Linked DNA regions of Anas platyrhynchos: region 2 is linked to region 1. Evidence: chromatin contacts called from public Hi-C data. All regions are on one chromosome and are shown on one strand. The core of a region is the stretch at or near the end of the contact, and the rest is flanking DNA. Distances in the headings are between cores, read along the strand shown. Region 1 holds the start of ITK (IL2 inducible T cell kinase). Region 2 overlaps ADAM19 (ADAM metallopeptidase domain 19).

The links. Hi-C and Micro-C count contacts between places; a contact is called where the count stands out from the background.
Region 2: a Hi-C map of liver shows a contact between it and region 1, with 2.0 times the contacts expected there. The contact joins the enhancer-like site here to the promoter of ITK in region 1. A contact is called at or near these places in 2 of 8 Hi-C or Micro-C datasets (liver and skeletal muscle).

Annotation. Positions count from the first base shown.
Region 1 is chr14:7,747,097-7,751,721 of IASCAAS_PekinDuck_T2T, reverse strand. ITK (IL2 inducible T cell kinase) reads right to left here and starts at 2,308. Exons shown (of 17, transcript XM_005029903.6): 1 at 2,088-2,308. The coding sequence starts at 2,258.
Region 2 is chr14:7,861,007-7,865,631 of IASCAAS_PekinDuck_T2T, reverse strand. It overlaps ADAM19 (ADAM metallopeptidase domain 19), which reads left to right. Exons shown (of 23, transcript XM_038186297.2): 8 at 719-790; 9 at 1,665-1,831; 10 at 2,957-3,041; 11 at 3,274-3,413; 12 at 4,375-4,552. Among named protein-coding and RNA genes, the nearest start is that of FNDC9, 18 kb to the right of the region's middle. Within about 2 kb of position 2,216, at least 1 of the 8 cell types and tissues checked has an H3K27ac peak or open chromatin away from gene starts, as enhancers often do.

The sequences.
Region 1 (4,625 bases), core at 1,059-3,558:
TAGCCCATGTGTCAGGCAGGTACTGTAGTTTCCCGTCATGGGCTGTGAACTCCTCTTCTGGGCATTCAGTCCATTCTTAGCATGGAACAAGAGGGTGTTTGCATAGCCTACCCAAAGTTTGTCCCTGCAGAAAAGCCGTGATCTGACCACAAGGAAGCCTGACCACAGTGGGCTAATTTTTGGCAGTAGTATTGAAAAGGCTGAAGATTGGTTCTGGGAGTATGTCACAGGACAAAGTCTTTTCTCCTCATTTGATATGAAGTCCTTCTATTCATGTAATGACCTGCTTTTGACAGTTCAGAAAAAAAGTCTGTTTTTATATATTTACACATATGTACATGTGAATGTTTATAATAGATAATATATGAGGTAAACTACGTAATACAACAAACCCTTATGTGGTCCAATTTTTCATAGCTTAATTTTGATGTCACTGTACTTTGGAATTTTGCCACACCTAAAGATTTGGCCCACTGTTGTCTGACTTTGGAGATCAAATTTTCAGAAATACTGCATACACATATGTACAAAGGTATTTGTCAGCTGTCACTTGGTGTCCATTCAGATTTTGTATGTGTAGTGTACTAATGTGCCTTTGAAAGCTTCTTAAATGTTTACTTCACAGGTATTTTAAGATGTTCTTGAGTGGCCTAATTGACCTTTAGGAAGACTAGAGGATAAAATTTCCAAAGACAGTCATGTTGCATATGAAATATATGCCCCACTGAAAGCCGCCAAGTCAGATTTTCCAAACTATTTAAGTGACTAAAGATGCAAACACCTAGCGTGGTTCCACAAAGCTATCTAGGCAAAGTGTATGTTGAGTCCTTCTCAAGTCCATCAAGACTCAGCAAGCATCAAAAAAAACCCTAGGTATGAAAATTTCTGTAAATGCCTACAGCAGAATCACTCAGATGAAACTTGAAAATTTTAACCAGATTAATCAACTGAATAGTTATAGTAGAATTTAAAATCTTAACATAATGACAGCCGAAAGATAGCTTGGATAGCAGTCAAATAGACTCTCAGACTAAATACAGACACACTGGGCAACAACAAATATTTTCCTATTTAAATATGAAGGTAAGAATAACACTGGCTATAAAATAAAAGCAAGAAAAACATTTTGTTGAACACATTTCAGAGAAATAGCTTACAAGTAAAAATGACTGTTAAACCTTGAAGCTGGTATAGAATTTCAACAGGGGAATGATACCATACAAGGACACATTATACCTTGCTTTTCTCGTTGGGTTCAGTTTTAACTTAATTTTCTTTTTCTAAACAAGATCAGATCAGATGATCTGAAGGTGCCAACACTGGATAGCAACACAACAAGATCCCCAGCACTGGTCTGTGTATAATAATAGCACCTAAACATAATGGATTAACAGCATGTTAAGTGACTGTTAGAAAACAAGCAATATTATTTACAACCATGATAAGGCTCAGCAAACATCCAGCTAAGCACAAGAGGGAAATAATCCTCTCTTCACTAGAACACTTAGCACAATGTGGTGCATAGATTGACTTTTAATTTTCTTCGTATTTTGCAAATTAGGTAATGCAAGCCTGGGGAAACAAGGCCTAGTCTGAGCATGGATCTCATCATCACATCCCTTTTGAAACTAACTTGGAAGAGTAGACCTGAATGGCAGCTGAATTTGTTCTGAATTGTAAGACTGGTCTACCAACCATCAGTCTGTTGCCCTAAAGAAAAGAAGGAGAGTGAAGACGTGGCTAGACATAGTTTAGTCTCTGCAATACCACACCGGAGGTCACTCCCGTACCCACACAGGCAGCAAGGGGCAGGCTCATGCAGCTGTCAAACACATCGATTTTAACAGAACATGCTAAATTCCTACAACAAAATTATGTACTTTCTATAAGATAACAAGTTAGTCTTATTCCCCCATATGCACCAAATGCTCACTGACCAGAAGTTTGTAAGGACCCATCCGACCACTCTACACATTTCGGTGAGTGGTGCTAAAACAAAACCCAGAAATGGTAAATTAATAAAGTTTAAGAAAGAGTTCACCCTTCCCTCCGTTATTCTACTATGACAAAGAAAATGGCTGACATACCCCATGGCGATGTTCATAGTAAGCCAGCTTAGATTTGGTTAAGACAAAGAAGCGCACTTTAAAGTTGGAGGGCGATGTCCTTCTCTTCTGCTGGGATTTTTTGATCAGCTGTTCCTCCAGGAGCACACAGTTATTCATGGTTGGGCCAAGAATGGTCCTCTCCTGGGACATGGGATGCCTGCCCTGTGAGCTGAGCACCCGTCCAAGAAAGAGACACAATAAGGAAGGCAGTTAAGTTTTTTTTTTTTTTTTTTTTTTTAAAAAAAAAAAAAAAAAGGTGTTCTTCTAAAGGCAGCGTAGGTACTTTAAGCTTTATCTTCCCATCTACAGCAAAGCTTCCTTTCTGTCAAACCATAACCACATCCTCTCTGAAGTCATAAAACGAACAGCACATGCGAAATACACTCTAGGGCAAATGTTGTGGAAAAAATAACACTTGAGGGACATTCGATAAAAGTAAATCAGTGATTAAGGATTAATTAAAGGGGTGTGGCATGATGAAGCATCTGTCTCCGACTTGGCCATTTAGTAAATACAGTTATAAATGCACATACTGAGCATGGATATATAGGATGAGTGTCTCTGGCCCTCTTAGAAGTAGGTCATGTATCCATATTGGTTATTGAAGGAATCGTGCCTTCCCATTTAGAGTATTTAACAGTTGCCTTTGTGTCTCAGAGATTTCATACAAAGTGTTCCAAGGAAATTTGCCACATAACATGAAAGTTCCTACTCCGCAAGCAAAAGCAAAAGGCAGCAACTGAGCATACTATCTAAATGAAAACAATAACCAGGATTTACTTGTATAAGAATTGCTAAATATTTGTAGTCATTAGACATTTAAATGGAAAACAATTGGTTACAATAAATTATAACTAACTAATTGTCATACGTTACTATTCACTGATTATTGTCTGCTACCGGTGCTCTCTAATTAATCTGTGTATAGATGTTCCAGGAAGCAGAGGCATAACGTGCCCTCTGCAGATGTAATCAAGACCCCTATAATCAGCAGCAAAGCGAGCACAAACATCAAAAGCAATGTAACTGGTTTCCTCAGGACTTCAGGGCACCATTCAGGGTAGTTTGCACCAGGCTAAATATATAATAGTAATAATAATAATAATAATAATAATAATAATGAATTTGCACTAATGCTCAGTATGACAGCACTGTTATGTTTTAAAAGAAATGCATTCCATTTCCTTCTGCCCTTCCATTTTTAATATTGTATGTATGTACTAGAGATGCATAATTGTGTTGTTGAAGCTACTGAGGATTGGAGACGTGGGGTCTAGTGGGATGTGGGGAAACTACAAGACAAACATTTTCATCAACTAGGCATTTTTGAAAGCTGTTGTAGTCTAGATCATTTACCAGTGCTGACTTTTGCTTTGGTTTCCAGTAGCATCAGGGCATAAGTAGAGGTCTTCCTAATCCTGATGTATTTTTAGAGTTCCTTGAAAAAAACAAAGAAGATTATTTTATTTTATTCTTTAATTTATTTTTTATTATTTTAAATTCAGTTTGTGTGAAAAAAATATACTGGATACACACTTAGAAACCGTATTTCTCAATAGAATATACTGTTTATTAGTCTTCAAGAAAACAAAAACCAAACCAAACCAAAAAGAAAAAAAACAACACACCCACGAGGTAACAAATTGCTTCTTTGCTGTTTGATGCTATATTTAGCATTTCTTTAGGCAGAATGTTCTAGGGATCCTCAGAAATCCCTTATCAATTTTGTTCAATGCCAGTTGAGAACCAATATTTACTGTAAAAATACAATTTAAAGATAGCATTTGATACATAGGTTCGATAGAGAATTTGCTAAAGGTCACGCTGTATCATGGAACAGAAATGGAGAAAAGTGAGCTGTTGCACAGTACGCCCCTACGTATACCCCTTTCTGGTGGTCTTGCAGAAGAGCCACAGCATGGGTTGAAACGTTACACGCAAGTCTAGTGAAGCAATGTTTCATTTCTGAGTAGTGACTGAGTTCCAAGGAACCCTTGTGGTTGAACAAGAAAGATGACACAAGTTTGCAGTCCCCTAAAAACTCATCATTGCTGCCTAGGAGGATTTCCTACCTGTTCATAGACTAGGATCAATACTGGGGCCTAACTTCCCAGTTCTTCTAGGAAATAGCGCGCCTAATTTAGGTGCTTGCATCCCTAAAATATAGGACTACGTTTGTGTGTGCATAACTTTCCTTGTCCTTGAGAATTTGCTGGTTAAAATAATGTTCAGAGATCCTTTTTTTTTTTTTTTTTTTTTTTTTTTTAATAACTGATAAGCAAAAACATTTGCTATAGAGTACCCTGAAAAACTGTATAGACTTTATTCTGGTAGCATCAGTGAATGCCAAAAAAGGCAATGGATTTCAACGGCATTGCTTGATTTGTGCCAGTACAGATGGTTTTATAACCATACTTTGTAATGCCATTGCATTTGTAGCTATGAGCACTTCTTAAGGCCTATAGTACTCTTCCTAGTTTCACTGACTGCAGCGTTAAGGACTTTCTGAAAAGCTTG
Region 2 (4,625 bases), core at 967-3,466, 110 kb before region 1:
TTCGTTGATCATTTAATCTCCAGCACAGACAGGAGTCGAGCTGATCCTATTTATAATTTACAACATGAAACTCCAGCAGTGAAAGCCACGTACTGCTCTGGGCTATAATTTATTCTGAACAAAACCAGAGAGCAGAAGCCATTTCAGTCTCCTCTATAAGGCAGCAGGGTGCCAGAGAAAGTATGAGAAAACACATCATACCCAGGAACTGCCATATGCTGTTGACCATTTCATTAGACAAGCTGGGGTAGGCACCCTCGCAGTGTAGCTGTGAACTGCCCTTATTTTATTGCATCCCTTGCTAGGAGAAAAGTCCTAGCTTTTTCAGTCTCCTTAATAAAAATCTCAACCTTTTGCAACACTAATTCCTTGAATCAAACACTGTTCACTAAAATTAAACCATTAATTACTGTGTGGCTTAAATAGGCAAATTTCTTCTTCCTGGATGTTACCATATATTCTACCTAAAAAATGTTGATTTTTTTTGATGACTTTGGGTTGCTCCACTCAGTTCCTACCACCACTGGAAAAACATCCCTGCCGTGGGATGCCAGGGATGAATTCTGAATTTGCATGTACAGGTGGGTTTATAGGGAGATGTACAGTGAAGGAAGGATTTGGGCATCATCTTCTAATTCTCAAAATAATGTGATATGTTTTAACACATTTCATCTCTTCCTAGTTCTCTTCGTGCTGCTGACATGTCCATTTTATTCAGTTTCAGAAGCATCACTTCAACATTGGAGCAACAAGGCTTAAACTAGTGGAGGCTGCTAATTACGTAGATAAGGTGAGATCAGGTGTGCAAGATCTAAGGAAGACAAAGCTCAGATTGCCAATTATGAGAATTGATTGTGGCAGAGGAAGGCTGTCTTCTTGGGAGAGAGAGTAATGTTTTGCTAGTTCTCCCCAGAGACTTGGGGAGTGGAGACTGTTTTCCCAATTGTTCTGTTGTTGGACACTGGGGATGGGGTGGGGGAGTCTCCTTTCCTTAACATGAAGCCAGCAGGAGCATCTCTTTATTTTAATGCATCTCTGTATTAACTGTGTCACCTAAACACTCCTTTTTGGTAAAGGACTAAGGTATTCACTTCAACTTGTAGAAATATTGGCAAGTAGGAGCCTTCAGAGGTCATCCTTGCAGTGGTACACAGTGCTGTTGAAGTAAACATCACTGCTTTTCAGATCTACCCTCTTCGTACTCCCCATCTCTCCTTAAACTCCTTCCACTGCTCCCTGCCCAGGAAGACTTGTCCTGTTTGTACTTGATGTGGGCAGCAGATTATTTCCTTCCTTTTGGAGGAATTTTGACATATCTAAAGATTAACATGATGTCAGTCTGTCAGTCTCCAGTCTTTGTTTCTCTTTTTTCTCTCTTTTTTTTTTTTTTTTTTTTTTTCCTAGATGATATCTCTATCATTCATTAAGAAAATGAATGTTTAGCATCTCTAGTCCAACCCAATTTAGTCTTGTGGGTGGTGCACTTCTTTTCATTCTGCAGAGTCATGGAGCTAAGTTACAATGCATTTCCAGAGAGAACATCTCTGATCATGTGTTTCTTTCGGTAGTAGCATTTACCAGTGTTTATACACAAGGTTTAAAAGGCAATAAAATAAATTAGTGGTGCTCATTTTGTCCTCTCTTTTCCCTCCTGTATCTGTCAGTTTTACAGGTCCCTGAATATCCGTATTGCCTTGGTGGGGCTGGAGATCTGGAATCAAGGGAACAGATGCGATGTAACTGAGAATCCCTACTCCACCCTGAATTCCTTTCTGGCCTGGAGTAACAAGGAGCGGGTGTACAGAAAATACGATAATGTCCAACTAGTCACGTAGGTGTATTTCTTCTGAAATAACCCGGTTCTGAAAGTGGGTTGTGTGGGTGGGAAATCATTATCTTGGATTATATTGTTCTAAGCTTCAGCGAGGCAGATTTAGGTAGTGGCTGCTCCACCAGCGATGGCACCCAGAGCACAATGACTTTAGGAAAAGTGTGGGTCTCCGGGTATATGGCAATCTCAATGCACGTGTATCAGTGTGCATCAGTTTTATGTATGCATATCACAAGCAGCTGCACATGGTCTGTCACAGCTACACATGCTATTTCAAGAAATTCTGAGCCATAAGCGAGGCCTGTGAAGGGGAGCTAAGCCCTTTGCAGAAGGCATTTGTTCCTAGCTCACTGTGCTGAGACACAGCAGCCATGGTGCTGGGAGCTGATGGTCTGTGACTCATCCCTCTGATCTCATTAGGGCCAGTAACTGTGGCCAGCAATGCAGAAGTCATTAGAAGAAAAATCTGCAGCAAGTCTTAGACCTTCTTGCCTCTCCCATAGTAATTCACTGATGAGCAAATTCAAAGATGGAGCCTGTGGGAGCAAAACGCAGAGATACAACACCTCTCCTCCTTTTTTTTTTTTTTTTTTTTTTTTTTTTTTTTTTTTTTTTTTTTTCCCCTTTAACATTTCTATATTTCTTCTTGATGCAGTGATGTCCTGCACAGTAATAACAGGGCTCCTGCATCAGACACTGGCAGGGCCAGTGCAGATTTCCAGCTTGCCAGGCAGGAGCTGAGCACGGCTGCACCATGGGGGTGTCACCAAGCTCTGTCATGTCCCTGAATCCCAAGCCAGCAAATAGCAGGCATAGGGTAAATGAAATATTCACAATTAGTACCCAATTAAGGATTCAGAAATAGTCTTTTCTGTACCTGCTGCAAAGCTCAGCAGAGGACACTTTTTGGCACTAGACCATTACGAAAAATAAGATTGGCTGGCAGGTCCATAAAATAAAGGACCAGTCCAAGAAATTTAAGGCCTAAGGCTTTATACCTCTGGTCTAATGTTTTGTACCTGAAGATATTACTAAAGAAAATGTATTCAGACACAGTATGTGTACAAATCTTGGGACTGCAGGTTGCCTCAGTGCCATTTCATGCTCTTTCTGGGTTGATTTTAGGGGTGTGTCCTTCCAAGGTACCACAGTAGGCTTGGCTCCCGTGATGTCCATGTGCTCTCATTACCAGTCAGGAGGAGTGAACATGGTAAGTTATTGCTAATGCCTAATGTGATGTTTCTTGCCAGCAGTGAATATATGCAACAGGTGCCTCCTAAATCCCAGGAATAAAATATTTCCTCTGAAGGCCTGTAGCTCACCTGCTCACAGGCAGAAATACCTTCAGCAGATGTTTTCTACAAGTAGCATTGAGAAATGACCCCGAGGTGCATGGGACAGGCACAGGTAAAACGCTGACTTGCCTCTTTGACCTTGCACAGGACCACTCTGATAATGCCATTGGTGTTGCTGCTACCATTGCCCATGAGATGGGACACAACTTTGGCATGAATCACGATTCTGCTGGCTGCTGTGCTACCCGTGCGGAGGATGGAGGCTGCATCATGGCTTCTGCAATTGGGTGAGTCTGGCTTACTGGGTCTCACTGGGAAATGCAGGGGGCTTAGGGGAGGAAGAACTAGAAATGCAGAATGAGGTGGGTCTGCTTGATGTTCTTCACTGTTATAAAGTCAAGTTTTCCTATCTTTTTTCCTGAAAGACTGTCTCAGGCCTTCATCTCTCAGTTTGTGCTTCCCCCTGTGTCCTACCAAGCAATCCGTCACTCCAAAGCAAGTTTAGTGCACACACATGCATCCTTCTCCAAAACCTGAACTGTCTGGCTATTGCCAGCAAGCACAAAGAAATGAAGGGTGACCAGAAAATGTTATGGTGTGTCACCTTGACACATAGATGTTTATGGTGGTTTCATTGCTGTGTTGCACATGAAATGCTTATATAGTTCACAGGGTTTCTAAAGAATCTCCCAGAAAAGATAACATGTAATAATGTGGTAGAGAGAGGAAAAAGGGTTACTTCAGGAAAGAACTGATCACTGATTTTATTAAAAGGAACAGTGATTGGGTTATGTTTCCAACCAAGGAGATATGAAAACAGATCTGTTGCTTGCTGTCTCCAGAATATGGCTTTCAGTAAGACACTGAAAACCAGTGTTTGAAAGGGAAAGAGTAACTGGCTTCTAGAGAAAAGGGAAGTGAGAATGACTCTGGAAACCACCAGGATTCTAAAGCTCATTTTGGATGAGGAACGACAACAGCTTTCATATTTCAGTCACGTAAAAATGATAGCTGAACACATTCACTTTAAGCCACATCCCCTGTTTCCTCAAGCCCTTCCCCTTTGAGGTTCAGCAGTTTTTAACAAAATTGTCTCCACTGAATACCTTCTTTTATGTGATGCATTTCCTCCAAATATGGAAAATGTTCAGATGAGCAGTGAACACATGCAGGTACATATTGGCATCTGCTCATTTTTGGTGCTCTGAACCCTTGCCTCAATCTGTCATGATGTTTTTCTGCATTCAGGCATCCATTCCCCAAGGTGTTCAACCAGTGCAACAGGAAAGAGCTGGAGAAGTATCTGCAGTCTGGTGGAGGGATGTGCCTCTCCAACATGCCAGACACCAAGAATTTGTATGGAGGGAAGAAATGTGGAAACGGCTACTTGGAAGAGGGGGAGGAGTGTGACTGTGGAGAGGTGGAGGTAACAGTTGTTCAGATCCAACCATCTGGGACTTAGCTGGGACACAATGATTTTATTATATATTTGGTAAATA